Linked DNA regions of Mustela erminea: region 2 is linked to region 1. A link is a contact called in public Hi-C data. All regions are on one chromosome and are shown on one strand. Each heading gives the region's core, a stretch centred on a gene start, on an enhancer-like site or on the middle of the called end of the contact. The rest is flanking DNA. Distances are from core to core; before and after follow the strand shown. Region 1 has its middle 5.8 kb from the start of ATG10. Region 2 holds the start of SSBP2 (single-stranded DNA-binding protein 2).

Region 1 (5,149 bases), core at 1,456-3,955:
TAAATAAAAATAATTTCAAGAACATCCTTATTTAAAAATGTAATTAGCATGAAATTCAAAACCTACACTTTCATTAGCAGATATTATTCACTGAAGGGTATATTTTTCAGATGGGTCTGTTTTAATTGAATTCCTGGGGTAAAATTCTAAAAATCATAGTGACCAAAATAACCTAAATGTAACCAAAAGAAAACTGAAAATACTTTTGAAAAATGTTCAAATTAATTTCCACTTTAAAGAATACCATAGTTGACCCAATTAGCTCTGCAAACCAATTCAAATTCAGTTGTTTGACATTCTTTAGCATTTCACAGTAGACTATTTTCACCCGTCCAGCACCTTAGATCCCTAAAGATCCCAGCACACATTTAGTGATATTTACCTTATGAAGTAACTAAATCCAGATGAGCATAGCGCTCACATCACTGTAAAAAAGAAATTGTTTCCTCATGCTTACGGCTCCCATTGGGGAACTAGAAACTGAAAACTCTGAAAATTATCTTTGTGCAACCAGGAAATTGTGGACAGAAATGGAAAATAGTTTTATTTGTAAATAAGCCCAACCATGGAAACTATATACTACCTTGTTCTGCAAAAGTCCTTTAGCCTTTTATAAATCAGGTTTTTAACGCTATGACAGATTAACAACCAGGGCAAGTAATTCATGCATGTGGTGTTGGAAATGGAATCCTCCACATGTCCTTGTGGACTCCTGTTCACACAAAGGTACAACCATGTTGAGTAGTACTTTGTAGATTAGAAGAAAATAAATAAATAAAAATTAAAATGCCACCCAAAGAACTCTAAATAATGCAGGGAAATTTTTGAGGCATGGCCAACTGGAAAATTCACTGTAGTGAATAGCTAAACTTTCAAGAAAACACATTTGTGTTGTTTTTTGTTGCTGTTGTGTGTGTATATTTTAAAGAACTCCCTTCTCCATAACTGTATTTGTATCAGTTTGATTTGTGTTTCTCAAAAGTATCTTCTAGTCCCTGAGAAACACCTGAATTGCATTTTCTTTAGATTTTGCTTTTGGCTTTTTGTTTTGTGTTTAAGGTAAGCTGACCCCTTTGGGATTAGTACAATTTTTCCTGTTAAGGACATTTTGAAAAATAGGAAAAAGTGTCTTCCTTCTTGTTATCAGAGACACAGTACTGTATACATGATTTTTTTTTCTAAAAACATGGTTAATAACAGCCAACAAACCAGATGAGTAAAGGAAGTACCTGGCTTCCTAAATGGATTAAACCTCCTCTCCACTCACCACAATATCCTAATGGGATAACAGGTAATATTGTCTTTGGAGACATTATGCACTTTTACTTATTTTTGAAGAGTAGAAAAGAATTTTCCTGCCCCCCAAAAGTGGATAGATTTCCAGTTCAAGGCAGCAAACCTTGGGTTGCCTACTTTAGGTATATCCAACACTCTCAGCAACCCACACCTGACTTTAAACATTAGGTGGGGGACAGCAGCCATCCCTTTCTGATCTCCAGGGTCTGAATGCTATTATAGGGCCTTTCAAACTAGACACAAAGTTAATATCAGTGTCTGAGCTTCCAGCTCCTCCAGGAAAACCTGTGGCCCCCAAATGGCACCGCTTCATGAATGCCTAGCGTCAAAACCACGCAAGTCAGGCCTTGTCTTCTCCAACAGTCCGAGCAGGATTGATCACGTCCGGATAAAAGTACGGAATGGAAAGGGTTAATCAGCATCCTCCTCTCCCCCTCCTCCCCAAAGCTGGGCGCCCGGGGGGGGGGGGGGGTGTTAAGGAGTCGGGGAGTGGGAGTTGCCGCGCCGGGAGCGTCTCGGCGGGGGAGCAACTGGAAACCACAAACACCCAAACTGGGTAGCAGCAACTTGAACTAAACCGGAGACCTGGCTTAGAGAAAGGAGTCAGTTAAGTTTAGACAGAATGGTTTAATCAAGGTATCAGAACAGACCTATTAAAGACAGAAAAGGTAGCACATCCCTGCCCTTAAATCGCAAGGATTTCTTTTATGTTGCAGTTGAAGCCCCAAAATACATTTTATGACCCTAATGCCCTTTATTGCGAAAGATCTCAAGAGGTGTCTACAGAAATGTCCTGCAGGAGTGCAAAAAGAGCAGTGAGAGTGTGGAAAGCTCCCCTCCCCCGGCGTCTTTACTTGGCCAGCGCTCCCAGGTAACCTTTGTTGCGTGGTTGGGGGACGCCAAGCGACAATCTTGGCCCCTGACGGTGCAGTATCCAAACCCTCGGAAGGCTAGAGGCTGCAGGACCAACTCGCCAGCACCACTCCCCTAACCACCTATCCTGCGCCCAGCTCCAACGCCCGCACGCCCCCTCCGCAGCCCCTTCCCCACTCCCCACCCCGGGGGCTGCCCCCGATCTCCCCCCCCGCAAAACACACTGGCGCTCTAAACGCCCACCACCAAATTTCTAACGGCCCCAGCCTTCCAGGAAGGGAAAAGGAAAAAAAAAAAAAAAAAAAAGACCATGACATCACGGGCAGGTTTATTTGGGTTTGTTTGTTTGCTTGTTGGCTCGATTAAATACTCGTGGAAGGTGAACGTACCCCACACAGGAGAAGTTTGATGTTGACAAACTTCTGGTGGCAGCGAGACTGTGTCAGCACAACTTCCGGGATAATGAGAGCTGCTTTGCAGGGAGCGCGGCAGCGGCGGCGGGAGGCGGCCGCAGGACGGAACAGCAAATGCTATTCAGCCCGAGCAGTTTCAAGCCGCCCGAGCTGGGGAATTACTGTAGTCGAGCTACGGCTCTTACCACCGGCGCTGGATCTGGGCGCACGTTAGGGGGGGAAGCTGTAGGCACAGGGCGCCGAGAGGGGAGCTTTCAAGTTACTTTGCTCCATCCCTGCACCCGGCAGAGGCTTGCAGGCTGCGTGGTAACTGCAAACATCTTGTTCCCTGCTTCTTTGGGCGGCCTCCCTGGAACCAACCAACTTTTCTCTCCTCAAAAACTCCCTCTTTGTTTCAAATAGGACTCTCCAAAATTTATTCTTGGGAAGACTGACAGCCGGGGTCAAGAAACAGCTGTTGAAGTTAATGTTTCTTCCTCCCACTTCGTCTGATGGTTGTGCCCTGCCAAGACAAAGTGAGAGGCACTGCCTGGTGGCTCTTTAAACAGACATGCATTTAGCCAAAAAAAAAAAAGGGGGGGGGGGTGTAGAGGGGGTATATTTTCCTGCTTAACATACAATCTGATCAGAAATGCGACAGCATGTGCCTTTCAACTTGTGCTGATTACTTGCTGAAAAGATGTTGCAGCTTTTAGTTTTGAACACTTTGAACAGTGGGGGTAGGGATGGCGGGAGATGTGGTTGCCGCTTTCCACCCTTTGGTAAAGGGGCAAAAATTTTAAATCTTCCTCTAAAACCACCTCTTACCCCTTAAGAATGGTAGAATGGCCTGGGGAAGGGAGAAAGAGTTGCATTCCTTTGCAAGGTTTAATTTACATTTCAGAATTCAAGTCATTATGCAGAACAAGGGCTTGCCTGGAGCTAGGCAAATTGTTTTTATTTGGAGGCCTAGACCAAACCTGGCCAGTGCTACCAGCTCTTGGTGGTGCTTGGTGGCTTTCTCCAAATTAGGTCTGTCTCCTCTCCCCTTCCCCAAACCTACTCCTCTGCCTTTGCTCAGAGGACATACTTAGAAGGAAGCTACCCTCTTCTTTCTGCTGCTTTTTCTGTGAAGACTGGTTAGCACAGCTCCTTCCCCCCACTTGCTCTGCTTTTTAGAATGCCCTGTGGACTGCTGAGGGGCCCCTAGGGGTTGTCCTCCTAAGTCTCAATCCCCTAACTGAGCCCTCCCCAGGTGTCCAGCCTCTGCAGTGGGAGTGGGTGGGTGGGAACTCTGTTCCTTCCACATCAGAAAGCTTAAGCACTCTTCCAGCTGACCCATTCTCCTTTGGGAATGCTCCCATCACTTGGCCTCTCTCAGACACAATCATGAAGACATAAAAGGCCCTCCTTCCTCAGCACCAGGTTATCCTGTCACCACATCGCAATGCAGTGCTATCACAAAGTGATATTGCATCAGGCCCATGGATATTTTAGGAAGCTCTCGAGCTAAGTCCAACCAGCCTTTTGCGCAGGCATCAGGGCCACCCTGCCAAAATCAGGGCTGTGGAGCTACCGGACAGGTGGTAGTGATGCCGTCTCTATTCTCAGCTCATTACCCACTTACCCCCACCCCCATCCTCCCAACCAATCAGATCCACTTGGTAGCTTCCTCACCCCCTCTTTGCCTCCCTCCCAGAGGCCACCACCTTTGTTTTCCCTCATAGCTTTCGGCAAAGTGTTCAGGTGACCTTCTGATATATTTCCTGTTTTTCTGCCTGTTGTGGTCATTCACTGAGATCTTAATTAGTATTTGTTCTTATTAACTACAAATCGACTGAATTACACATGGAGTTGCTCAGGCTGCTCCACACGCAGCCTCCGGCTTGGCTGTCCGCAGGCCTCTTGGCTTGTTGGCCTTGGGACCACTTTTCACATTCTCTCAGACTCGGGTTGCCCAGCCGGGCTGACACAGTGGCAGTGGCCAAGAGTCACTGCAGCACCCTCCACAAGGGCCCCCTTCCTGGATTCCTGCTCCTGCAATCCAGCAGCCAACTGACTTACATTCCTTCTGCTTTATTGTTCTCTGTCCTTAGAGAGGCCGACTCTCAGCATAGAGCAGGGCTATGAGGCAGACCTCCGCTGATCCTGAAGTTGTAATTCCCCACTGCTGGCTCCTGCAGTTTTATGACGGCCTCCTTTTTTTCTGAGATTGACAGACCTAAACCTCCAGTGTAGAGGCCTGCTACAGCACCCTTAAAGACTTCTTTGTGTGGAAATGTAACCTGAGGGCAAAGTCAGCCTCACTCCGGGAAAGGCACATTCTCCTGCCACAGGGAAGCACTGGGCTGGGAAAATGCCTGGATTTCTCCTAGACAGCTACCTAGAGCCTCGCGGGGACTTTTTTTTTTTTTTTAAAGTTTGGGGGGTTGGGGTGAGGCATTGGAAATACTGTAGACGGAGACCTGTAGTACCTGTTCAGGGGAACTCTACATGAAATCAGAGGAATGAGATGTCTTTCCTTTAGGGCGTGGGGCGGGTGTCTAAAAGCAATCACTCCAGAAGCACCTACATACTCTCCAGGTCAG
Region 2 (5,149 bases), core at 738-3,237, 92 kb after region 1:
GCCTTGAGATGCTGATCATTTTCTGGGTTAAAGCCAATGGAAGTTGATAATTGAACAACAAATTACATATGCTAACTCTGAAGGTAGTCTGTAAAGAGTGGCAGCCTTATACCTATCTGAGCATTTTGAGCAAAAGTTCATCAAAAGAGAGACTTACTTGCTAAGCATCACTCCTGCTTCTCCTGAGTCCATGAATGCCTTGTATCCACCACCAAATCCCTACAGTTCATTGTAAACAGAAAGAGGGATTTTGAATTAGAAATGGCAAATTACTTCTCTTGGAAACTAATCAGCTTAAGCCTATGTGATTCCCCCCCCCCCATTTTCTTCATCCTCACTTCTATGGGATGAATTTTTGTCCTTTTAATAAAAGCACTTTTATTTTTCTTAAATCTTTATATCATGATGTCAGTCCTCTTGTTTTTGCCATCTTCTTTTGCTTTCATATTGTTTTCTTCACTTAATCCTATTTCTTTTATTCTTTTCTTTTTACGCTTTCCATTTACAATGAAAAAAATATTTTCTAACATTAGAATAGCAGGTCCTTCTTTATTTTTTCCCAGTTTTTGATTTTTGTTTGGCTGCCGACCCCTTTTCTCAGTCTTTCTTATTGACTGCCCTTCCTTAACCTTCTGTTGATGTTTCATTTCTGTCATTTGCTGTCAATGGGCATATAAACCCATTTCTTTCCATTCCATTTATCTCTTAGCTCCATCTGCATTTTTAGGGTCCTACTACTAAAAGCTTAAAGCTCTGTGTGAAAATAGAAAGGTGGCTTTCCCAATTTAAATCTTATTTTCTCTCCCCTCCCATAGCTGTTCCATGTCTATTCATCCTTTCCTGATGTTTCCCCCAGTCTGACCCCCACCTGCACCCCTCTTCCTCTGTCACTCCCAATTTGATGCCCATGTCTTCTTCCTAACCCCATTTGCACTCTGTCTGATTTTGCATCTAAGGATCTCCACAAGATAAAGGATGGAGTTCTATCGGGAGCCAGATTGTGTTTCAGAAACTTTCTGCACGTTTACTGAAATGGGATTAGGGGTTTTGATATTCTTAGGCAGCCTTTCAGCTCTGGCACAACTTTGCACACCTTGGAGGAAGGTTGGGGCCTACTCTGGAGCACAAGGGCAGGGAGGTCTTTAAAGGCATTATGTGGCCCTTTCCACTTCAAAGGTCAGGAAGAGTAGACATCAGCGACCAAGGCTGGAAAACCAGGCCAGGTGGGGATGCCTGGAGCCCTTTTCTGCGGCATTTCAGGCGAGGGAGCTGTTTCGTGGTGTGCCACGGGGCTCCAGGCTTACGGGGGCCAGTGAGGCCCCAGGATTCCCCGGCCATCTTTGGGAGGAGGCTCACCTCTAAAGAGGGGAGGCAGGTCTGAGGCAGGGTGTTCCCCAGGGAAGCAGGGCGCGGCCCTAGGGGCGAGGCGACGCCACTCCAGCGGCGCCGAGGGCCGGAGGCACAGTCCCTCCCCTGGAGGAAAGGCGAGTCGCTCGGGGTCGCTCAGACAGAAGGTCGAGGGAACGGCGCGTGTGTCCCTCGCCAGCCATCCCTCTGGGAGCAGGGCGGGGGGGGGGGGTCGAGGTGGGGGCGACACCCAGGGAGTAGGGCTGAGGCGGCAGAGATCAATTCAGGGTACTGGCGCGGGGTCACAGACAGGAGAGGAGCCGGAGAGGGGGCCGGTGGGGGCTCCGGAGAAGGCTGGGGCCGTAGGTCTGTCTGTGTACTCGGCGGGCGCCCCGAAGTCTGGGGCCGCCACAGCTCCAGCTCCACCGGCTCCTACCAGCGACTCCAGGCCGCACTTTCCCCTCCTCCCGGCGCCTTCTCTCCAGTGAGGAGCCGAGCGCGGGCGGCGCGGGGGGAGGGGCGGCGGCGGAGAGAACAGCCAGTTGTTTAAAATCCTTCTAGAGCAGTTTCTAATTCCCCCCTTGCGCCGGGGTTCGGAGGGGGGAGGGGGGAAAGAGAGCGGGAGGAGGGAGGAGGACGGAGAGGGAAGGAGGGAGGGAACCCGGGAGGGAGGGAAGGAGGGAGGAGACTGCCGCTTAGACTGTAGCAGCCACCGCGCGCTTCGGAAGGCCGGAGGGAGGGGGAGGCCTGTCAGTCTCGCGCGTTGCCTGGGCGAAGGGGGTGGAGCTTTGGCGTGGGGCGGCCAATAGTGGGGGTGGCTGCGTGGGTCGCCATGGGGACGGGGCTGTTCCCGGGGAGGCTGTGATGGGTTGACAGGTGCGTGACAGTGGGAGCTGCTCTCGGCACAAGCATGTACGGCAAAGGCAAGAGTAACAGCAGCGCCGTCCCGTCCGACAGCCAGGCCCGGGAGAAGTAAGTGTCTCCGCTTCTCACCCACCTCCGCCTTCACACGCGCGCACACACACGCACGCACTCGCACACTCTCTCGGAGACACACAGACCCAGACACTCTCCGCCTGGGGAGAGCCGGGGGTGGGCTGGCAGGGGGAGGGGTACACGAGGTGGGGGCGTGCGGTGCGGGGAGCGGCTATTTCCCAGGAGGTGCTCGCGCGGGGCGGGCGGCCTTTGGGGGGCTGCCTGCGGGAGGGAGCGGGTGTGCTGGGGGGCGGTGGCGGTGCTGGTGCCGAGGATGGAAACTTGTTTGGGTGATTGGGGGAAATAACCCGCGGGTTCACCTCCTCACAAAGTAACTTTAGAGCTGGGGTCCGGGGCTGCGGGGACCCGGAGCGCTGCCGAGGGTCGCGGGGAGGGCGGAGGGGGGCAGCTGCGTGGAGGAGGGCTCGCGGTGAGACTGTGGGTGTTTGGAGGGGCGGGCTGGGGTCGGGGGCAGGCAGGGAGAGGGGCGCCGCGGCCAGGGGCTCCGGCGCCGGGGCTTGGGGCCGGGATCGCCCGGCGAGGTGAGGGCGGCAGTGCCGGGCGCGCGGCGGGCGGAAGCCGGGCGCGGAGCGGCCGAGCGGGGCCCCGCGGGGCGCGGAGACGCGCGCGGGGCGCGGAGGGCGTGTGCGGGCGTGGGCCCGGGTGGGCGTCGGGGCTTTCTTCAGCCGGTGAAGAGACGCGGCTTCGGTGCTGCCCAGCGCCTGGCAGATCAGGGGTGGTCGGCGCCCGTAGTGGCGCCGCTGAAGTTTGGGAGTCTAAGAAGGACCGAGTTCCCGGAGAGGAAGAGTGTGCTGGCGAGAAGCGGGATCTGCCGGAGCAGGCTGGTGTGTCTGCCTCGCGGGCAGACCCAACTCCGCGCTGGCGGCTGGAGAACTTTTTTTTGCAGACTTACCGCCTCCCCTACGTCGGGGGGCCGCGGCTGCCGGGGCGGCGGGCCGGGCGGCTCCCGCTGGGCGGTGGTCGCGAGGCGCGCGGGCTGGGAGTTGTGTGAGCCGCCGCGGCCGGGCGGGGGTGGGTGGGGGTGGGTGGAAGGTTGTCTGGGGTGCGCTGGGAGCAGTGGTCCGAAAAGGGATTTGCCGGAAGGCGAGAAACGTTGAGGTGGGGAGATACAGGTGTTAACTCTGGTGGGAGCCCGGAGGAGGCAGGCGAGAAGAGAGCCCCTCCCGGCCCGGGATGCTGCTGTCACGGCACACTGCGAAGCGGGGTGGTTTGCTGCTATTCTTACGTACTTGTAACGGTGATTTGGTTGTTACTAAAAATGAGAGCGAATAGTGACTGTGACCACTGAGGAAGAACCCCTCTTTTCTGTGCAGCAGATCGGTGATTCCCAGTAACCACCTCCACTTTGAGGGGGAGGCTTATCCTTGTCACTGAACGCGCTCTGCCTTTCCGAGGGGGGTTCACGCTGGGGAAAAAGTCCGAGAGCATCTCTGAAGAGCTACTTTGGTGACCTTGTGCTTGGAAATAGCGGCGTGTAAATAAAAACCCAAATACTCAGACGACCGGCTTTCCCTCCTTTAGGCAGTTAGTAGTCTGAAAGTTTCTTGTGCCCTAGGGATGGGAACATTTCCTAATCTTCGTGTTGGCAGCAACACACCATTCCCTTAAGATTTAGGGGTGCCAGGCCTTGATGGAGCAAAACAAACAAAAAATTTAAAGGAGAGATGCTGTTTGGTTTGGTTTTGTTTCCAGAGGTATTTTCCGAGGAGCTACATTTAGGAACCAGTTGATGTGCTGTGAAATATACAAAAAGCAGTCATACAGCCTGGTTAAGAAACAGAAGTTACTAGAACTGAAGTTTTGAAATAACAGCCCAATTTATGCCCATTAATCGTTTGGTTATAACATACCTGATAAGATTAAAAACAGGATGTTTTAATGATTACAGAGTATTGGGATTTCATATTACTGAGCATGAAGGAATTGAAATGTGTTGAGGCATTTGGGGATGGTTGAATTTGAAAATCAAAGTAATTTTGGATTTTAGTTAGACTCCCAGGAATGTTCACTCTAATCTGTATCCTGATAACTTGCTAAAAAAAAATTTTTTTTTTGAATTATCTGAGATAATAATGAGAATGTAATGTGTCTCTGGTTCTTTCTAGCCTAATTTTGTGGTTCTGTCATGAAAACAGATAATTGCCACTTTTGCTGTCCAGTCTACCAAACTGAACGCCAAGTAACATCTACTGTTGAAAGTAAAGTGGTGAAGGTTCTGCTAGATGGTGCTATTTGATTCAAATATATTTCTTCCATTCATTATAATTGGCAGCAGGAATCCTGGACTAGTTTGCCTTATGAACTAAATATAGATGGAGTGGCCACTTTTGGGGAATTGACAGTCATTGTTCTGGATTAATTGTTGTTGCATTAATTTCTGGGTAAATGTTGTTTGAGGTAGATTCTATTTTATAGAATAAACTTAGCTTCATTTTGATGAGAGAGTTGATTTGACCTCTCAGGTTTCCCCTTTATTATTCACTTGGGAGTTTAATAGCACTATTCTACAACAGTGTGATAACTTCTGAAGATAGGGATCTTGAAGTTGTCCTTAAAGTGGATGTTATCAGATTAAAAAAAAAAAAATTAAGGTGTCATCTTTTAAAAGACACCTGAGCAAAAAAGAATTCTCCTTTAGTAAGAAAGTTAGAATTGTTCTGATCTTAAAAATCACATAAATAACTTCTTTTTCAGTAATCAATATGTACATATTTATTTTATTTTAATAAAAACTTTCTGAAAAAATGAGTTATGAATAATGGCATGCATATGAAAATACTGGCTTTATACTCTACCAGGAAATGTG

The links. Hi-C and Micro-C count contacts between places; a contact is called where the count stands out from the background.
Region 2: a Hi-C map of fibroblasts shows a contact between it and region 1, with 7 times the contacts expected there. The contact joins the promoter of SSBP2 here to the enhancer-like site in region 1. A contact is called at or near these places in 3 of 3 Hi-C or Micro-C datasets (fibroblasts, skeletal muscle and spleen).

The regions. Positions count from the first base shown.
Region 1 is chr3:58,113,791-58,118,939 of mMusErm1.Pri, forward strand. No RefSeq gene overlaps it. Among named protein-coding and RNA genes, the nearest start is that of ATG10, 5.8 kb to the left of the region's middle. Within about 2 kb of position 2,706, the one cell type or tissue checked has open chromatin away from gene starts, as enhancers often do. A contact at or near this core is called in fibroblasts, where this site is marked.
Region 2 is chr3:58,206,748-58,211,896 of mMusErm1.Pri, forward strand. SSBP2 (single-stranded DNA-binding protein 2) reads left to right here and starts at 1,988. Exons shown (of 16, transcript XM_032334850.1): 1 at 1,988-2,319. The coding sequence starts at 2,258. It overlaps LOC116585484 (a long non-coding RNA gene), which reads right to left and starts at 1,891. Exons shown (of 3, transcript XR_004283659.1): 1 at 1,357-1,891; 2 at 158-219.